Linked DNA regions of Mus musculus: region 1 is linked to region 2. Evidence: chromatin contacts called from public HiChIP or PLAC-seq data. All regions are on one chromosome and are shown on one strand. The core of a region is the stretch at or near the end of the contact, and the rest is flanking DNA. Distances in the headings are between cores, read along the strand shown.

Evidence for each region. HiChIP or PLAC-seq counts read pairs in DNA pulled down with a chosen protein or histone mark.
Region 1: a FOXA1 HiChIP or PLAC-seq map of pancreatic cancer cells shows a contact between it and region 2. The contact joins two enhancer-like sites. A contact is called at or near these places in 1 of 39 promoter capture datasets (maxillary cranial neural crest), 2 of 115 datasets of contacts at active chromatin or transcription factors (embryonic stem cells and pancreatic cancer cells) and 3 of 9 other capture datasets (adipose tissue, liver and pancreatic islet).

What each region holds. Positions count from the first base shown.
Region 1 is chr17:31,629,654-31,635,731 of GRCm38.p6, forward strand. It overlaps Cbs (cystathionine beta-synthase), which reads right to left. Exons shown (of 17, transcript NM_144855.3): 2 at 3,175-3,501. The coding sequence starts at 3,374. Among named protein-coding and RNA genes, the nearest start is that of Cbs, 4.5 kb to the right of the region's middle. Within about 2 kb of position 3,553, at least 14 of the 459 cell types and tissues checked have an H3K27ac peak or open chromatin away from gene starts, as enhancers often do. A contact at or near this core is called in pancreatic cancer cells and pancreatic islet, where this site is marked.
Region 2 is chr17:31,480,452-31,487,103 of GRCm38.p6, forward strand. No RefSeq gene overlaps it. Among named protein-coding and RNA genes, the nearest start is that of Wdr4, 29 kb to the right of the region's middle. Within about 2 kb of position 2,385, at least 16 of the 459 cell types and tissues checked have an H3K27ac peak or open chromatin away from gene starts, as enhancers often do. A contact at or near this core is called in pancreatic cancer cells and pancreatic islet, where this site is marked.

The sequences.
Region 1 (6,078 bases), core at 2,303-4,802, 150 kb after region 2:
AGATGGCTCAGATCTGATGCCCTCTTCTGGGGGTGTCTGAAGACAGCTACAGTGTACTTACATATAATAATAATAATAATAATAATAGACACAAAAGTCGCAAAAGGCATTTTAAAAAAAGAAAGAAAGACGTGCTATAAAATTACTTAAGGAGATAGTGGCATTCTGTCTACATATGCAAATGCAGAACCAGCATAGAGGGCCCCTGAGTTTATAAATGCTCGGCCCAGGGAGTGGCACTCTTAGGAGGTGTGGCCCGGTTGGGCATGGGCTTTAAGACCCTCATCCCAGCTGCCTGTAAGTCAGTCTTTTCCTAGCAGCCTTCAGAAGATGTAGAACTCTTAAGTCCTCCTGTACCAAGCCTGCCTGGATGCTACCAAGTCCCTGCCTTGATGATAATGATCTAAACCTCTGAACCTGTAAGCCAACCCCAGTTAAATGTTGTCCTTATAAGAGTTGCCTTGGATGCCGGGCAGTGGTGGCGCACACCTTTAATCCTAGCACTTGGGAGGCAGAGGCAGGTGGATTTCTGAATTCGAGGCCAGCCTGGTCTACAGAGAGAGCTATACAGAGAAACCCTGTCTTGAAATACAAAAACAAAACAAACAAACAAACAAACATAAAGTTGCCTTGGTCATGGTGTCTGTTCACAGTAGTAAAACCCTAACCAAGGCATGATGTAACTTCTCCCTAATTTACAGGGGAACTCTCGGCAGGCAAAATGGTACACTGTAATTCCAGCCCTTAGGACACAGAGACTGGAGAATCTGGTTTCCAGGTCATTCTTGCTACATAGTAAGTTTGAAGCTAGCCCGGGGATACATTGAGTCCCTGCCTGGAACATCCCTACCCAGATCTTGCTCCCTCTCAGCCTCACGGTCTCTCTCTGGGAATTCACCTGCTACAGATAACACATCTTAGTAAATTCTGTCTTCTTCTCTTTTGATCCCTGGTAAATTCTTTGATTGCTCATGCTGCCAGTCTTCAGGATGCTATTTCCCACAACAGCAAGCCACTGTCTCAAACTACAAACAGCCAGGCATGGTACCATATGCCTGTAATCCTAGTACTTGGGGAGGCTGAGGCAGGAGGATTGCTCTAAGTTCATGACCCAGGCCAATCTAGGGTCTAAAACAAGATCTCACCTCAATAACAAACAAACCCTGACTTGGAGACAATAGACCCAGCCTATCTTGCTTGGAAAATTTAACCCTCTGATCCCTCAGACTCCAGAATACCCCAATTGCTTTCCATTCAGGTCTCTGAATAACTGAAGTGCCTCCCTCGCAGGGGTAGGTCCTCGGGTATCATGCTCCCAGAGTCCCCAGAAGCCTGGCATTATTGGGCCAGCAAGGCAGAAGTGATGCCAAGAAACAAAAGGCCCAGGGCTACAAGCCTGTGACAGGTCAAGCTTGTGGCTGCAGGGCTGCTCTGCAGCATTTCAATGATAGCACAGTGTCACCAGTACGGTTTCCAGAGCAGTCTCTCCATGGCTCTCTATCCGCAGGCTCCAGAGTGGCTGCACACCCACACACTCCCATCCTGGGTTGAACTCATCAACCCTGCTTAGGGATCTGCGCCCCACAGCAAGACTTCAAGGTTTTGCCAGGATGCTGGTCCCTGGCTTCCTGCCTTCCCTGCCCTAGGCTTCTCACACTGGAGCCAAACTGATGAAATAGAAGCCTCGGTCACCTTTGGCCCCCGGTCAGGGGAGGAGTTAAGAACCTGAAGTGCCAGGGTGGAAGGAGAAGCTGTCTGAGCCCCCCCCCCCCCACCACCACCACCACCACCAACAGGCAGCAACAAGTTGGACTCAACCAGGTCTTCCAGAGAGGCAGAGTCACATCCTGGGGAAGAGCTGGACGAATTCCCTTCCCTGCTGTCCTTGGTTGGACTCAGGAAAGTGAGGATAGGCTGAGCCAAGGCCAAGATCGCTTGACCTGAACCCCAGGGAGGCCAGGCAGGGACAGCTTTAGGATACAGGGTCAGGTGTGCTCACTCTGAAAGTTATCAGGTGTTTGTTCAGGTGATGGTTCTAATCAACTGCCCGTACTTTGCCAGCACAGAAGGGCAGCTCTACGGGACCTCAGAAACCCCATTTCCTCGACAGAGCTGCCTGAAGCCTACCTGTTCCTCACTCTACAGCCACCAACCACATCAAGAGCCTCTGGAAGTGGCTGGTTTGTCTTGCCCTCATCAACCCGTCCCATCTTTCCTTGTGTCCATATCTGCCCCCATACCAGTGCCCTGAGCCAGCGCCTCCCCATGGAGTGCAGGAGCCTTCCCTAGGGGTCCCTCTCTGTGCTTCCAATGACTTCTACCAAAGCAGGGCTGATCAGCTGAGGACAAACCTGCCCTTAAGGCTGATGTGTGTAGCATGCACACATCTTTGAACAAGCAGTTCCCAGGCTCTTGGGAGCCCTTGGGGGGTGTGGTGGGGGTGGGGTGGAGCCACAGGGCTCTTACCCCCTGCTGTGTCGTCCTGGCAAGAATTCATCTGAGTGCTCCCACCTGTCTCCAGACTTCTCTGAACCAATAACAGTAAATGCTAGTGGCCACGCACAGGGAACCGGACTTCAAGGATGTAAAACACAAATGCTTTCACCTACTTGTTTGATCTTGAAGACATTAGACTAAGGCAATGAAGACAATCCTAAAAGCTTTTTACAACAGGGTGGGAACGTGCAGGGCTCCAACCTGGGTGCTTTAGAACAGGGTGGGACACTGTGCATGTTCCTAAGCCAACTACCGACTGAATGTACATGGAATGGCTTCTATAGCGTGGTGGTGCATGCCTTAAATCTCAGCACTTGGGAGGCAGAGGCAGATGGATTTCTGAGTTCAAGACCAGCCTGGTCTACACAGTGAGTTCCAGGACAGCCAGGGCTACGCAGAGAAACCCTGTCTCAACACACCCCCCCCCCAAAAAAAGGGGGGATGGTTCCTATTATCTATCAGTGCTAAGGACAGTCTTTGCCCAACCATAAAAGAAGCCCACCAGAGCCAAACACCAGTATATGTAAGCTGCAGTACCAAAGAATCACCTTTCTTAGCTTTGCCTTCACAGTTGCTACCCCTGCCCCGCCCCCACAGTAATTATAGGTATGGCCTCCACACCCCTCCCCCACCCAAGGAAATAAACCCACCATCTTGGGATCATAGACAGAGACTTACAGCACTGTGTGATAATGTGGGGAGTCCGCCATGGCCCTGCCCAGCTGCCAGGTACATCTGCTTGGGGTATCAGGCCGGATCCAGACTCGATCCTTGTCCCCTGAGGGGCCCTTCTCCAGTTGTCTCTTTTCTGAGTGCATGTCCAAGTGCTGGAAGCCCCCAGCAGAGCCATCTTCACACTGGGATGTCCCTGAAGGCATGCTGGGATTTTCAGAGGGAGCGAAGACCTGTCGTGTTAAGTCGTTGGCTCTTGAGTCCCCTCTGGGAGTGTTGGCTCCACTCAAACAAACTCAGCAAGGATGGGAGAAAAGGAGCAGGTTCCAGCTGCTGTGGGAAATGGTTTGGGTTCCTTTCAGAAGGTTAAACATAAACTACCATCTGACGCAGCAATTGAATCCCAAGGCAGAGATCCAAAACACACAAAAATGGATGTTTACAATGCCCATTCTCATGGCTGTCTCAGCCAAAAGGTGACTATTATCCTAAGTCACTGATGAATGGAGGTACAAAAATGTGTCCCGTCCATGCGACAGAATACTATCCAGCCACAAAGAGAAACAGATGGACTAGCAAGATTTTGCTGAAAGGACCCAGATATAGCTCTCTCTTGTGAGACTATGCCAGGGCCTAGAAAACACAGAAGTGGATGATCACAGTCAGCTATTGGATGGATCACACGGCCCCCAATGGAGGAGCTAGAGAAATTACCCAAGGAGCTAAAGGGAACTGCAACCCTATAGGTGGAACAACAATATGAACTAACCAGTACCCGAGAGCTCTTGTCTTTAGCTGCATATGTATCAAAAGATGGCCTAGTCGGCCATCACTGCAAATAGAGGCCCATTGGACTTGCAAACTTTATATGCCCCAGTACAGGGGAACGCCAGGGCCAAAAAGGGGGAGTGGGTGGGTAAGGGATTGGGGGGGGTGGGTATGGGGGACCTTTGGGATAGCATTGAAAATGTAAACGAGGAAAATACCTAATTAAAAAAAAAAACCATGTATTTTCATAACTCAAAAAAAAAAAAAAAAGAGAGAAACAGATGGGGGCTGTAGAGATGGCTCAGCAATCGAAAGTGCTCGCTTTACAATCATGAGCACTGGAGATCTGTACTCAGACATACACACAGATAAATCAACCTTTTTTTTAAGGGATGGACAGAGTGTTCAATGAAAGGAGCCAATCATACCTGAGATGTCATTTATACAAAGTGCACAGAATAATCAACTGTCCTATGTTTTCACATCCGTGAGGGACCCAGAACAGGTAAGCCAATAGGAATACAGTGAGAGGACACTGAAGAAAGGCAGGAGAGATGGTTGTGTTTTATCAAAAAAGAAGCCAGAGATATGTTTGGTAGAGGCACGGTATGATGTGGGGGAAGAGGGTGCCTCTGCGAGCCCATGCTGAGGCATCCCTTCCCCCTGAGGGACCAGCCACATGATGGTATAGTATAGAATAGAGTTTATTTAGGGTATAGGGAGGGGACTTGAGGGGGTAGTAAAGACAAAGAAGGGAGGGGAGAAAGTAGAGGAGTAGAGGCCAGCCATGAGCACATGGGGGGGGGGAAGGGGAAGGAGGGGGTAGAGAGGGAAGAGAAGAGCAAGAGAAAGGAGGGGCCCCAGCAGCTCCTTTTATAGTGAGTCAGGCACACCTGGCTGTTGTCAGGTAAGGTGGGGTGGAGCCTAGATAAAATGCCAACAGAGACAGTAATTGTTGAATGCACAGGGACTTTGGAGATGATGAAAAAACATGAGTCTGGGGGCTGGTGAGATGGCTCAGCAGGTAAGAACACCAACTGCTCTTCCGAAGGTCCTGAGTTGAAATCCCAGCAACCACATGGTGGCTCACAACTATCCTTAACGAGATCTGACTCCTCTTCTGGAGTGTCTGAAGACAGCTACAGTGTACTTACATATAATAAATAAATAAATAAATAAATAAATAAATAAATAAATAAATCTTTAAAAAATATGAGTCTGGTCCTATTTTTCATTCTGTAGTTGTGATTAAAACAACAATAACAACAACAACAAACATACTGACCAAAAGCAACTGCGGGGAGAAAGGATTTATTTCAATTACAGTTCCAGGAAGTGAGGGAAGGAACTGTAGCTCAGGAAGGCAGCTGGTCACATTGTTTCCACAGTTAACACCAAGAGAAAGAAAGGAACCCATGCTGCCTCCTCTGTCTAGCCTTCCCCGAGCTTACACTGTTCAGGACTCCCTGCCTAGAGAAGAGTGCAGCCCACAGGACTGGCTACTTCCGCATCAATTAATGAGCAAGTCAATTTTCTACAGACATGGCCCCCGGGCCAATGAGATCTAGGCAGTCTGTCTGTTGAGACCCCTTCTCGGATGATTCTAACCTGTGTCGAAGTGACATTTAACACAAGCCAAAGCCTTGTATAGACAACAGAAGTTGCACAATTCTGTGGACAAAGTGGAAAGGCACCCCCTCCATGTTGGCCATTTTTGCACATCAGACTAAATTGCAGATTAAAGTTATTTAGCGGTTGGATGTGTAGCTTGGTGGGAGGAGATATGGCAGTTGTCAAGTGCCAGGCCCAGTGCCAAGAAAAAAATGTGTGTGCACACAACATGTACACATTTTCTTGTTATTCCATGAAGAATGAGGCATCACAGCTTGAAAAAAATTTTATTTTAAAGCTGGGTGTCATTGTGCATACCTTTAATCCCAGCCTAGGAGGCAGAGGCAGGTGACTCTTTATGAGTTCAAGGCCAGCTTAGTCTACCTAGTAAGTTCCAGGACAGCCAGGGCTATGTAGAGATCCTGTCTCAAACAACCAACCAACCAATAAATAAATACATCTTTTAGATTTACTAATATGTATGGGGATGTTTTGCTTGCATGTATGTATGTGCACCGCGTGTGTGTGCCT
Region 2 (6,652 bases), core at 1,135-3,634:
ACAAAAACAGGGCTGGAGAGATGGCTCAGTGGTTAAGAGCACTGATTGCTCGTCCAGAGGTCCTGAGTTCAAATCCCAGTAACTACATGGTGGCTCACAACCATCTGTAATGGGGACCTGATGCCCTCTTCTGGTGTGTCTGAAGACAGTGAGAGTGTACTCACATTAAAAAAAAAATCAAGCTTAAAAACAAAAACAAAATCAAACAAACTTCCTAGATCCTGACCTTCAGGGATGATTTTCATGGGTACGACTTCTTAGGAGCTGAAGGAAGGAAGGAAGGAAGGAAGGAAGGAAGGAAGGAAGGAAGGGAGGGAGGGAGGGAGGGAGGGAGGGAGGGAGGGAGGGAGGGAAGGAGGTGGACATCTGAGATCACTCACCTACACAGTCACATAGGAGACAAAAATCACATTGCAAATATCACTGGGCAGAAGACTGTTCCTATAGGTATGTATCAAACATGTACATAAGTGCCCATGTATGTCCACTCATGGACATGCATGCACATGTCACCTCCCTGACCTTGCTCACAGCTGACAGCAAGGGAGCTTAGAGAGAGGAAGATGTCCAGCATCCAGCAGTTTTATAGACCTGCCAGCCGACACAATGAAAGTAAAGATGATCTGGGTGACCTTCAGGAACAGGGAGGACACGTACGGTGGAGAGCTAGGCTGTGCAATGTCTGATGATTTGTGGCAATGAGAACTCAAGGCTTCCTGTTTGGTTTTGTCATCGTCATCATTATCCTTATTTAAAGTTAATTTTTAACAACAAAAATCCAAAGCACACCAGATGTGCCTGCCAGTGAGCATGCAGAAGATATGATGAGCAACAGATTGCTCACCAGTCTGTGGAGATGGTTACCGCTACAGGTTAGTATGCAGGGACACCTGTCACCAGCCGGTGTCCAGCGCTAAGGAGGTAACACTCATGACAGACAGACAGACAGACAGTCCTCTCTGATAAATTCTGAGCAGAGTGTGCCACCTGGAGAGAAGCCAGGCAGGAGAGGCCTCTGTGTGTCACCCACCCACTGCCTATAGGCAAGCTCTCCTCCTCAGTGGAAATACCAGTCACGGCAGTCACTCTAATTCTCTGCATCCATGAACACAGTTAAATGCCTTCTTTTATAAGTTGCCCTGTTCAGGGTGGCGTATCACAAAGTTATGAATATAACTAAAACAGGAATTGCCTGTACTGTTTTCTCAGAAGCCAGTGGAACATACCTGTGGTCGTCTGTATCTGGATTTTTCTGGCTCTTTTCCATTCATTGATTTTTTTTAAAGATTTATTATTATATGTAAGTACACTGTAGCTGTCTTCAGACACTTTTTCTTCTCTCTCCAGCCCCAGTGACACCAGCCCAACAAACAACCTTTGTTTCTGTCTGGTTTTGAACCGGGGACATTTCTCATGTTAGGCAAACGTGATTACCACTACACTACACTACACTACACTACACTACACTACACTACACTACGGAAACCCGCTCATTGACTTCTATCTACCAGGATCACACAACTTTGTTACAACAAGACAATAGCTCTTTAAGTTAGGTAACCTAATTCCTCCCATGTTGCTTTCTCTTTTCAAAAAAGCTTTTAGTTATTTCGCCCTCTTTTTAAAAAGACGTTTTTTTATTTTTACTTGTATGAGTGTGGCCTGTTTAGTTTTATGTCAACTTGACCCAAGCTAGGGTTATCAGAGGGAAGAGAGCTTCATTGGAGAAAATGCCCCCAATAAGACTGAGCTGTAATCACGCCTGTAGGGCCTTTTTGTAATTAGTGATTGATGGGGTAGGGCCCCACACATCCTGGGCTGGTGGTCCTGGGTTCTATAAGAAAGCAAGCTGAGCAAGCCATGTAGACAAAGCCAGTAAGCCTCCGCATCAGCTCCTGCCCCCGGGTTCCTGCCCTGTGTGAGTCCCTGTCCTGACTGCCTTCCATGATACACAGTGCTATGGAAGTGTAAACAAACCCTTTCCTCCCGAAGTTGCTTTTGGTCATGGTGTTTCATTGTAGCAATAAAACCCTAACTGAGATGGTGTTTTGCCTGCATGGAGGTCTGCAAACTAGTAAGTGCAGTGCTCAAGGAAGCCAGAAGAAGGACACTAGACGCCCCCTCACATGGGAGTTAGGGCCGTTGTGAGCTACCAAATGGGTTCTAGAGATCAAATGCAGGCCATCTGGAATTGCTGCCAATGTTCTGAACCACCAAGCTCTCTCTCCAGCCCCTCCTTCTTTACCTAGCACTAGTCTTTACTGCTGTCTCTGTGATACAATGTTTTGACAAAAACAACTTCAGGTTTTATACAGACTAAGTTTTATACTGACTGGGTAAGGAGGTGGAGACAAGGGAAACATGAGTCAGCCGGTCACAACTGCAGATGCAGTCAGAGAGCAGAGAGTGACGGCTGCTACTGTTCCGCTCACCTCACTTTCTCCATTTTGATGGGTCCAGGCTCCCCATCAGGGAGCAGAGCCGCCCACTCCTTAGGGTGAATCGTCCCACCTCATCGAACATAATATAACCCTGCATAAGCAAACCGGGAGACTTGTCTCACAGATAATTCTACACCCTATCAAGTTAACAATCAGTAGTGACCATTGCAGTCTTCCTGTATTTCAGAATTATCTTGCCTGTGTTTATAAAATTTTGTTGTGGGGCTAGATGGAGAGAGGGCTCAATGAGTAAGAGCACTGACTGCTCTTCCAGAGGTCCTGAGTTCAATTCCCAGCAACTACATGGTGGCTCACAGCCGTTTATAATGGGATCTGATGCCCTCTTTCTTCTGGTGTGCCTGAAGACAGTTACAGTAATTTTGTTGTGTCTTCATAGACATTTAATTAAATGTATATTTCAACTTAGAGTGAATTGACATCCTTGAAAAACTGGATCTTCCAACCCAGGAACAAGGTATGTCTCTGCTTTCATTTAGATATTTATTTTTTTCATTATTATTTCTACTTTTTAAGTCTCTAGTCCAGACATGCTTTGTCGGTTTACACTTCAATATTTATTTTTCCTGAGTGAAGAGATATGCTAATATACCTTTAAGGCTATTGGGGTCCAGGAGTCATCTCACAAACCACATGAACACCCATCTCAGTCAAGTCTACAAACATCTGTGCCGTGTTATTCCACCAATCGGGATTTAGGGATAAGGGATTATCTTAGGAACATATCTTTGCTGTACACTTATCCTGCTCCCATTGATTGGGCTATTCAACGTGACAGGGGTCTTGCCTTGTCTACATTCATGTCTTAACTTGTCAACCAGGATGTCAGTTATCCACATACATGACTCTCTCTGCCAAGTAGGATGTCAGTTCCCAGGGAGGTCTTGGGAACTTAAACTTTACTCAACCACTACTCAAAATGGAAGTCTTTTTTCCAAATAGTTTCTTATATTGGTGCGGATGTCTCTCTTATGTTGGGGTGCATCCCAGGGGCAGCGTATACAATAAAAGTTCATACACAGGTGCAGGAAGTGCTACCTCGTGGTTGGTTTGGGTCCAAGCTTATTGTGGCTAATTATACAAAGCAGGTTTTTTTCCCTTTTGGTTTTTCGAGACAGGGTTTCTCTGCATAGCCCTGGCTGTCCTGGAACTCACTCTGTAGACCACGCTGGCCTCAAACTCAGAAATTCGCCTGCCTCTGCCTCCCAAGTGCTGGGATTAAAGGTGTGCGCCAGTTCTAACTGACTTCTGTTGTGATTGGTTTCCAAGAACCAATCACAGAACAAAGCACAAAGCCCAGAAAATTCTAGTAACAGGGTATTGAGAAAGTTTCCTTATGCCATTAGTAAAAGCACAAAATGGCAGGCTAGACATGTAACAATTACCCAGACCGTAACTGGCAATTGTCCACATGCTCATTGGTAGAAACATAACTGACTTGTGTCGTTTCTCTGGTGTCCTGTTGACTTACTAAGCTGACACGTTTGGGGAAGGGATAAAGTTTTGGTTTTGTTGTGCTGTTTTGTTTCATAGGGTTTGCGGACTCTTTGGGACTTCCAGCACGGGCGATCATATCATTGTACCGGTTATGTCTCACTGCTGTGACAAAATGCCTGGCAAAGCAGCTTAAGGAGGGGTTCTATCTCACCCTCCCCCACCCCAGCCCCACCCCTCCCCTATTCCTACAAAAGTAACAGTTTAGCAGGAAGCCACCAAAGAGAACTCTTAAAATTAAGAGAGTGATGAGCCAGGTGGGTGTAGTGGTTCACGCCTTTAATTCCATCACTCAGGAGGCAGAGACAGGTGGATCTCTGTGAGTTCGAGGACAACCTGGTCTACAATCGAGTTCAGGACAGCCAGGGCTCCACAGAGAAACCCTGTCTAAAATGGCAAAACAAACAAACAAAAGAATGAAGAAGATGCCAAAGAGTGGCTCTTCACAATTGATGGTTCCTGGTGGAGGCGTGGGAACGGAGGACACAGTTCTATCTTAGGAGCAGGCCACGGGAGTCTAACCACCCTCCAGAGAGTATGCAGTTAAAACAAAGTGAACTCGTTTGTTTCTTATTTCTTTTTATTTGTTGCTTCTTTGGGGGTAGGGGGAAGTCACAAGGCAGGGTGGACATGGGAGGGATTGCGATTGAGTACATGATGGGAAACTCTCAGAGAATCAATAAAAGTGTTGCTAGTCTTTAGCTAAGGATTTCTACATGGACATTTATTGTCTCTCTGATGTGAAGCAACACTAATTCATAGAGTAATTGAGAAGGGCTTCTGTCTCCTCTGCGTTTTTGCAAAAGGGGGTAAAGGTTGGTGCCAGTTCCTCTTCAAATGCCTGGAATAACAATAGGCTTTGGGGTGGGGGGGGGAGAGAATAGAGAGGGGCCATGAACTGAGGGTTCCAGAAAAAGCCACACCCATGTAAAGATTCTATCAGGTTGATTGAGTCATTGCCACCTCTGAGCTGGGGGAGTTGGAATGTTGCTGGTCCAGAGCCAAATTATCCTGGGTTATCTTAGCCTCCTCAGAGCCATTTATTGGCCACCTCTGTGTGTGATATAATAGCCTGTGACTATTAGTTAAATCTTTCTGGAACATACAAACAGACCCCTACCTTCTACCCACCCACAGGCTAAGTGCCCTCAAACAGTGTCAAGGCCATGGCAGGGGTTCCCTGCTTTGCTGAACCCCCGCACCCCAACCGTCTATCTGATATTCCCACAAATGTGTTCTAAAGAGCCTTGATTTAAGCTTTGCTTTGTTCCATTACTGTAAAAACTTCACAGGACTGATACAGTGCTGGAATGTGTAGTATCCAGAGTAAACTTCGTGTTCCTGGGTCACGGCCATTTACATTTAGCTCCAGAATAAGCTGTCTCCTCTTCCCCTTGAGGCAGGAGCTGTGTTTCTGTTGATGGTACATTTTAATAATTTATTTAATTTTATTGTATGTGCATTGCTGTGAGGGCAACAGGTCCCTTGAAACTGGAGTTGCAGACAGTTGTGAGCTGCCATGTGGGTGCTGGGAATTGAACCTGAGATCTTTGGAAGACCAGACAGTACTCTTAACCCCTGAACCATGTCTCCAGCCCCAAGAAGTGGATCACTTATTTACTTATTTATTTCTTTTGAAACGCATCGTCTCTTACATAGTCTGACTGTCCTGGAATTCACTATGAAGACAAGGATAGCTTCGAACTCACAGAGATCTGCCTGCCTCTGCCTCCCAAGTGCTGGGATTAAAGGCTTACGGCCACTGCCAGGCAGTGGTGATGGTACATTTTAATCATTCCATTTCATAGTGGAAGGAGCTTTTGAAATCGGTATCTTGTGGAAGATGTATTTGCTAATTTGTGCAGTTCCAACAGTCGGTCCCTCTCTGTAAGCTGTCAGTGTTACAGGTGTGGGTGCTTTGCAGGGTCCCTTGGTCACACCCTTGCGGCCGGCCGCAGAGTCTCTTCCATTCCCATTATTATTAGCGTTTGGTCCTCTCCTTTCTCAGCCCTGCAAGATGCGTATTGATCCTTTCAAAGGGCCGGCTCCGTTCTGTTGCAGACTTCTTGCGTTGTTTTTAATTTCACTTCCTAGATTTCCTTCTTCAGATCTGTTTGGGTTTATTATTTGGTCCTTCTTATCTGGATTGAAGTCTAGTTAAGAGACTTGATCTTTTGTCTCCCTTCTGGTTTTCCCGGTGTAAATCTCCTTCCCAGCTAGGCTTTAGCTGCGAGCCCCGGGGCTGAATTTGATACAATGTATTTTCATTTCTCCTCAGTTCACAGTCTTTGTTTTAATTTCCCTTGAGAATCTTTCTTAACCATGGATCATTTAAAACTAGGTTACCTGGGCTCTGGTTGACTGTGACACACTGTCGTGGCACACACTTCACGGTGCTGGAAAAGAGTGTGTCTGAGTGGGTGGGATGCTCCGTGTGGTGTGTAGCCCTCGCTGGCAGAATAACTGCGATCCTCTCTGTCCTTGCCTTTGCTAAGGAGCAAAGCTGCTCACTGGTCAGGCCTCCCTACAGCGCATGTGCCTGCTCTGAGCAATAAGCTCCTCTTTGGCCTTGCTACCTAAAGCAAGCAGCAGCTGCCTGTGCCCTTTGCGTTAGAAAATGGGTTTTTCTAACCTCCCCCATCTTTGAAGCTAGACTCATAAACCCTCCTGGGTGACCCAGTTTTCTGTGCCATCTCTTT